Linked DNA regions of Oryctolagus cuniculus: region 1 is linked to region 2. The links are chromatin contacts, called in public Micro-C maps. All regions are on one chromosome and are shown on one strand. Each heading gives the region's core, a stretch centred on a gene start, on an enhancer-like site or on the middle of the called end of the contact. The rest is flanking DNA. Distances are from core to core; before and after follow the strand shown.

Region 1 (4,197 bases), core at 1,153-3,652, 35 kb after region 2:
GAGTTTGGGGAACTGTCACTGGAGAAAGAAAGTAGGCATAGTAACAGGATCTGAGTGAAGGGTCCAGAGGTCGGCCATCTTCATCTGATACAGCAGTCAGCATTCTGTTTAAGTTTACAGCAAAGCAGTAAAAGCTTGGGTTCACCCTGAGCAAGGGCTCTGCTGGCACAAGCACAGGGAGGGACAAGAGAACAGCGGTATTCTAACAGTAAATGGCGACTTGCACTCAAAACCGGGTCAGGGGTGCAGTGCACGGAAAATGGATGGATCAGGGGATGCGAGGTACAAATGGAGTTCAAGAAACGTCTCCCTGGCCTACACAAGCAAGGGAGTTAGGAGAGCAAGGAGAAGTAGTGGCACAGGAGGAGGCCTCGCGCCAGCCTGAAAGGCGCACCTCCTCCTCCAGGATTTGATAGGGTCCACTGCGGGCCGAGTCTGCAACACCTCTGCCTGCCGTCACCATCTCCTTGCAACCCCAACTTACTCCTTCCCCCCAAGCATCTGCTTTCGCCACTCGGTGGGCACTACGGGGGGGGGGGGTACCCAAGGGACCACAGAGCGATTACTCACTCTTCCGTTCCAGGCTGCTTTGCTCACTGGAGCTCCTGGGGGGAAAGGGCTTTGTTAGGAACGCTAAGCGTCCCTGCATTCCGGGGCAGTACCCAGACCAGTAAGTGCGCCGTGCAGTTTTCCACTAAGCGCCGACAGGGACCACAAGCCCTGGGCCTGCAAACCTCGTGCATTGGCTAACCCGGGGTCCCAAGCGAAATCACAGTCGCTGTTCACAACCACCCCGGGTTATTTCCGTCCAACCTCACACACTTAACTGCAGCCCACTTGAACATTCAAAGCGCCTTTCTGGGCATGCAACAGCACCAGTAGCATGCGGGGATACCAGGCCAGGTTGAGAAAAAAAATTAAAAAACAAGTTCACTAAAAAACAAACCGCTTTCTTCACAGTCTAAGTCAAGGCCGGGAGGACCCGACACCCGGCTAACCCAAACGTTCTGACCACCGCCGCCGCCGCCGCCTACCTTTTTCCTCCCCTCCGGCTCCAGCCGCCAGGGTCTGGGGCACGCTGGCCTCGGAGCCTGCTGCCATGGCGACCGCGAGGCCGGCCCGGCTAGAGCCCAGAAAGCAGCGGAGCAGACGGCGTCCACGCGGCCGGGCGGGCTGCACTAGCGCCGCGGCTCCCCGCTCTCCCGGAAGCGCCCGCGCCGCCGGGGCCACGTGACGGGCGCGGGGCGGGGCCACGCAGTTTGTTTGGATTCCCCAGTTGTTGACACACACAGACACGTGGTCTGGGCCGGGGCGCCTGCGCCCCTTCTCTGCAGATCGCGGTTTCTGCGTTTCCTGGCTTTCACATCAGGTTCTTTCCCTCTGCCCTAGGGGTCGGAGGGCTGGTTTTGTGGGCTCCGGGCTGTGGAGAGGGTCTGTGCGTCCGCTCACTCTGCCGCCTCCCGCCGAGGATAGCTTCACGTTCCTCTGCCTCTCTGGCAGCGATGCGACTCCATCTCGTCTTTGTGGCTCCTTGGGAATACGAGCTTCGGGCAAAGTGTCCCTTAATTGCGTTCCTGTGACTCACTTCCCGACCCAGGCCAGCCAGATTGCCTGGCCTAGGTGTTCCAGGACGCTAACAGACAGCTGTCACGCCTCTGGATCTGTGTATCAAAATAATCAAACAGCTGCCTGATCGAGAGATCAACAACTCCCCGCGTTTCCTTGTTGACTTTCTTCTGGTCCGAAATCGTAACTCGGCATGGATCCAGGTTACTTCGGGGGGCAGAAACCTTCCGACCTTAATCAGCATCTTGGTTGCTGATTTACTAAGGGGCGGACAGAATGGGAAGATTATCCACCACCAGGACGTGTGTTCGGAGGAAACTGGCTAGTTGATGACCTCATTGGATATGTAAGTCAGAAAGACCTCTGATAAAACTAGGCAGTGCTTAGTGTACGTAAAGAACAAAGAAATGATTTCCACGAGACAGTCCCTGGGACTCCTGCTGCTCTGCCCCCGACCTCCATCCGTAGTCTGTCTCCTCCTATAACTTCTGAAGTTGTGAGCTCAATAAAACCAGGCATAAACCCAATATAGAAGCAAGCATGAGCTTCGGTGACCCAAGGTCACCGAGCTGTTTATTAGGCACATACTGTACACTTGGGCACTTCCTCCAGCAACTGGAGCTTGCCGGCCCCACCTCCTCCAACACAGCCTCCGAGGGAGCTTCGGCCTCCTCGGCCCGGCCCGGACGCGCTCCTCCCTCACTTTTCAATTCCTTCTGCAGCCCAGTGTGGGACCCCGGCGCCTCTCCCACGACGGTTCCCCGCCAGCACCCGCGGCGAGGGCGGACCCCAGCCTCCGCCCCTCGGCCCCGCCCACCGCCCCGGCCGGCGCGGCCGCGCAGGCGCACCAAGCGCGGCCGCGGAGCCGAGGGAGACCACAGCAGCTGCCTGGGGCTCAGCCTTCTCCGGCCACTGGTGCGCCGGGCTGGTCGGCGGCGACAGGGACCGCGCCAGGCGGGCCCCGCGGGCTGCGCGTCGCCATGGGCTCGGGCTGGAGCAGCGAGGAGGAGCGGCAGCCGCTGCTGGGGCCCGGGCCCGGGTCCGGGCCAGGGGCTGCCTGGAGAAGCCGGGAGGCGGCGGCGGCGGCGCTGCCCGCGGCTGTCCCTGGTCCCGGGCGCGTGTACGGGCGCCGCTGGCTGGTGCTGCTGCTCTTCTCGCTGCTCGCGTTCGCGCAGGGCCTGGTCTGGAACACCTGGGGCCCCATCCAGAACTCGGCGCGCCAGGCCTACGGCTTCTCCAGCTGGGACATCGCGCTGCTCGTGCTGTGGGGGCCCATCGGCTTCCTGCCCTGCTTCGCGTTCATGTGGCTCCTGGACAAGCGAGGTGAGGGGTCGCGGGTTGCCGGCGGTGCTGCGGCTCCAGCTCCTGGGGCCCCGGCGCCCAGCCCGCCAGCCTCCGGGCCTGCCAGCTGCCTCCCTCCCTCGGCTCATCGTTGGGGTCGTGTGAGGTGACCGAGTGTTGGTGACATCCCACTCCTGACTTAGGAACCCTGTGTCCCCAAGGCGACGAATATGGGAAGGCTGCTTTACAGTCATGTTTTTGTCCAGGCCCTCCCTGCGTGCTCCAGCCAGGGATTCCAGGGATCTCCAAATGTTCTGTCAAGTTGCTGCTGATTGTAGACGCACGTGCCGTGGTGTGCGTGTGTTTGACACCTGACCGAAATGACTAACGCTTTGGCTTCAAAGGGATTTGGGGGTGTCCAGAGTGAAAAGTCAGACAATAGCTGGGTGATGCCCAGGAGCAAGGAAGTAATGAGCTAGCTTTGTGTAATAGTGGATGACTCTGGCCCGGGAAGGGCTGTTGGGACACTCAGCCCCGACGCTTTGGTTTCTGGAAGGTGGTGCCCGGCAGCTTGGTGGGTTTCCCAGGCGAAGGCTGTGGCTCGCAGACAGAGCTTGGGAGTAAGGCTGTGCGGAGGGACGCTCTGGACGCCTCGCGGGGGCTCCGCCACTTGCCAGCAGGATTCCCTGAGGAGGAAAAGGAAGGCCTGGCTCTCCACCGGAGCGAGGACTAATGATGGGCAGGAGTGCTCTGCCCTCTTTAGATTCCGTGGTTGGATCAGGATTGGGAACTGCCTCGTGGGATTTGGGAGCTGATCCTTGTGTAAGTTTGGTTGAAGTGAGTTCTTCGTCTTGTTTGGAAAGTTGTCTTAGTCCTGCTGGAGCTGCTGTCATGCAAGACCATAAACTGAGTGTCTCAGAGACAGCAGAGGTTTGTTTCTGTCCTGGAGCCAGGGGCACCCAGGATGAAAATGCCCGCAGGATCGATGTTGGGTGAGGGCAGGCTTCCTACACAGTGGTCTCTTTCCTATAACCTCACCTAGGCCAGCCATCTCTTTTTTTCTTTTAAAAAAATATCTATATCTATATCTATATCTATATCTATATCTATCTATTTATATATATATATTTTATTTGAAAGGCAGAGTTAGGGAGAGAGAGAGAGAGAGAAATCTTCCATCCACTGGTTCCTTCCCAAACGGCTTGCAATGGCTGAGGCTGGGCCAGGCTGAAGCCAGGAGTCAGGAGCTGCTTCTGGGTCTTCCACATAAGTGCTTGGGCCATCTTCTGCAGCTTTCCCAGGTGAATTAGCAGGGAGCTGGATCCCAAGTGGAGCAGCTGGGACTTGAAC
Region 2 (3,756 bases), core at 110-2,609:
CGTGACGCTGCCGGCACGGCAGTACTGGAAGCTCTGTCGGCAGGCCACCTGCATTACGCCGCCCGCGGCTCGGTTGTATCATCTTAGAAAACGCTTACGTAACTTCTTTGTGCCTCGCTTTTCTTAAGAGGGTAATCATTAAGTCACAGTGTTACTCTACAGTCTGTAAATATAAGCATTACAAAAGTGCTAGGAACAAGTACTTATATGAATGTATGTGTTTGTGTGTGTGTATATACCTATATATATATATCTCAAGTGGTGCACATATACATTAATATAGAGATACAGATCAATATATTACTATCAAGCAATGTTTTGCCTGAAATAGGGAGCAAAAATGTACTAACTAATCTCCATCACGGTGGGAGTACGAGAAACATAGCAAATCCTCTAGGAGTGAACTCTGAGCTCTCCAAGCAGCAGGGGTAAAGACTGAGATCACAACTAAGGGTGGCAGGAAAAACCGCCTCCAAAACCCAAGCAAAAAAGGGAGAAAATAATGCATTTGGTATGGAGTTTGGAATTAGAGGCATTTCCTAATGCTTGCAAAGCCAACACATTTCTTTCATGGCTGTGAGAATAAAAAGACACCCTCAACCAACATTTTAATAAATAGTAAAATCTGAGCAAACATTTACCAAAATATGTAATAAAGGGAAGCTACAAAACAGTGGTAGTTATGATTGCTACGTGAACACTGCCATCTACACTTTGACTCAAAGTACAAAAGAAGAAGGCAGGCTGAAGGGAGAACTCCTCTGGGACCCCTGTGGCAGCAGGCAGCATGGCGAAACCACTCCAGGACAGGACAGGGCAAGACAAAGGGCTCTGGGGCCTTGGCCTGACTGGAGGCAAAGTCCCCCAAGCACCCTCCTTCCCCTTTGTGGAACCCACAGCAAGGAGCTTGCAAAAACACCCCACTTTGTCAGTTTGAGGTTACAAACAAAACGAAGCGAAACACTTAAAAGAGGATCTGGCAGTCTGCAAACTGTTGTCAGTTACGTGAACACGAGGCAGAGAACTTCCACATTCTTCCCTCTGCAAGTCGCTGCACGCAGCTATGGGGCTTCTACCTCCGCGAGCCTGGAGCCCAGCATTCTCTGTCCCACAAGCCCATGGCTGCACCACGCCCCCAGAGCTACAGAGATGACAAGGCTGGCCCTGGGAACCTCAGGGACAGCTTCCTCCTGTGAGCACCTCTGCACCTCTACCTGCCTCACCCACAGAACGAGAGCCCCTATGTAGGGCGGGAGGAAATGACGTCACTCCACTAGCTATGCTTCTACTACACTCTAAACCGGCCCAGGCACTGGTCAAGAGCAAAGGAAGGGTGTGTGGGAAGTCTGGGGCCAGGAAATGAGCAAGGGTTGCCAACTGGGTGAGCCACAGACGCTAACTTGGCTTCAGAGGGAAAAACAGCCCAGACTACTTACGTAAGCAACTACTTACATAAGCCAAAGGCAGTGAGGGGAGAAGGGACCGGGGAGACTCTCGCTTGTGAACTTTTCTCAAGAACAAATTCTCACCGAGATTAAGAGGACTATATACGGACTTACCTGGAAAACATCCGTCTTATCTTCAAATAGATTGACAAAATACTTATAGTCAGCATAAGCCCAGAATTTGGAGTGATCGTAGTCTGCAAACGGTCCAGAAAGACTAGACTGTTCACAGTTCCAAGTCAGGAACTCTTCGAGTGTGGCATCTACGTAACTACATGTAGTTTCAAACTGCGGAGCTGCAATGCAAGAGAAGGCAACTTTCAACATGCTGTGAACATGGTTTCTAAGTATTGCTGTTTTTTAAAAGAAGATTAATTTCAATCAAGAGAGTTAACTAATATTTAACAAGAAATAAAATTTTATTTTGTACATGCTATATAATTAGAACTATTTACAATACTTACAGTAGTCAAGATTAAACATAAATGCAAGACAACACAATGTATGGGGCAGGTATCTGGTTAGAACTCTGGTTAGGATACCCATGTCCCAGATTTCATATCACAGTGCCTGGGTTAGGCTTCTGACTTGGGTTCCAGACTCCAGCTTCCTGCTAATGTGAACCCTGGGAGACTGTGGTGATAACTCAAGCAATCGGGTTCCTGCCACCCATGTGGGACACCTGAACTGTTTGTGGCTCCCGGTTTTGGGCACTCCCCACCCCCACCATTGTGGGTATTTGGGGTGTGAATCAGTGGTGGGAGCTTTGTCTCTCTCCCTCTACATTTCTCAAATATATAATGGTTCAACTTATTTATTGCAGCGCAATTTAGTAACCCAGTGGAATACTTTAGATCATCAATTCTCCAAGATCCTTTCAGGGGACCTGTGAGGTCCAAACTATTTTCATAATAATACAAAGGCACTGTGCCTTTTCTGCTCTCATTCTCACCCCAGGACACCATGCAGTTCTCCAGAGGCTACATGACCTGTGCTGATGTCACTGCTCTGACAGATGGCGGAACATGTGCTTAGGTTCTTGTGTTTAAAACACCTCATTTTCATCTTTTAAAATTATTTTATTTACTTAAAAGGCGAAGAGACAGAAACAGATAGAGATCACCTAGCCTCTGGTTCATACTTCAAATGCCAGCAACAGCAGGGACTGGGCCAGGTTGAAGCCAGGAGCTGGGAACTCAATTAGAGTCTCCCACACATGGGTGGCAGAGACCCAATTACTGGAACGATTACTGCTGTCTACTATGATGCACACGATGGGAAAGTGAAATGAAGCTAGGACTTGAACCCAGGTACTCTGATATGAGATGCAGGTGTCCCAACAGCCCAACAGGTATCTTAACAAGTACTCCCACCCCATTTTGCCTTTTTTTTTTTTTTTTTTAAGATTTATTCATTTATTTGAAAAGCAGAGTTAGAGAGAGAGAGAGAGAGAGAGAAATCTTCCACCTGCTGGTTCACTCCAAGTGGCTACAACAGCCAGGGCTATGCCAGGCCAAAGCCAGGAGTTTCATCTGGGTCTCCCATGTTGGTGGCAGGGGCCCAAGCACTTCGGCCTTCTTCTGCCGCTTTCCTAGGCACATTAGCAGGGAGCCAAATCAGAAGCAGAGTAGCCAAGACATGAACTGGCACACATGTGGAATGTAGGTATTGCAGGTGGTGGCTTAACTTGCCACGCCATAATGCCAGTTCCCATTTTGTTTCTAATATGGTAAGTATCACAAGATACAATCCATATCAGCAAAATCTCATTGGAGTACTCAATAATTTTTAAGTGTAAAGGGATCATGAGATCAAAAGTTTGAAAAGCACTGCTTTAGGTTAAAAGCAAACAAAAAAGGAACAACAAAAATTGTTTTTTGAAATCTTCTAAATCTTGAAGTGGACAATGACAATTTAAAGCCTGTTCATTTATTCATTAACTCATTTATTTCAGAATAATTTATTAAGCAAATAATTAATAATTAGTATTGTGCTCAGGCTGGTAGAAACATAAAAGTAATAGATGATACTCCTGAGTTTAGAATCTATTTAGCCAGACATAAAGCCTTTACTAGGATAATAGAGAACGTGAGGCACCATATAATTAAATGTGAAATTCTACGCCACAGACATTTAGGAAAAGGCAAAGGCACTGGAGATGAGGGTGGCTCAGAAAGGCATTGAGAGGTCTGTTGTCTGTCCACAGTGGTCTGTTATTAAGGGTATGACTCCAGTGACTCTAGACTGGAGTCTTGGATTAATATAACAACTGTTCTGAAACAGCAAGCAAACTCTTATTATTATTGCTACT

Evidence for each region. A called contact is a pair of places that touch in the nucleus more often than the background predicts.
Region 1: a contact with region 2 is called in a Micro-C map of ear pinna, with 2.6 times the contacts expected there. The contact joins the promoter of SLC49A4 here to the enhancer-like site in region 2. A contact is called at or near these places in 3 of 6 Hi-C or Micro-C datasets (ear pinna, psoas muscle and an unstated tissue).

Annotation. Positions count from the first base shown.
Region 1 is chr4:78,945,073-78,949,269 of mOryCun1.1, forward strand. It overlaps SLC49A4 (solute carrier family 49 member 4), which reads left to right and starts at 2,403. Exons shown (of 9, transcript XM_002716619.5): 1 at 2,403-2,889. The coding sequence starts at 2,547. HSPBAP1 (HSPB1 associated protein 1) reads right to left here and starts at 1,354. Exons shown (of 8, transcript XM_002716812.5): 1 at 1,035-1,354. The coding sequence starts at 1,101.
Region 2 is chr4:78,911,127-78,914,882 of mOryCun1.1, forward strand. It overlaps HSPBAP1 (HSPB1 associated protein 1), which reads right to left. Exons shown (of 8, transcript XM_002716812.5): 3 at 1,560-1,741. Among named protein-coding and RNA genes, the nearest start is that of HSPBAP1, 33 kb to the right of the region's middle. Within about 2 kb of position 1,360, at least 6 of the 8 cell types and tissues checked have an H3K27ac peak or open chromatin away from gene starts, as enhancers often do. A contact at or near this core is called in ear pinna, where this site is marked.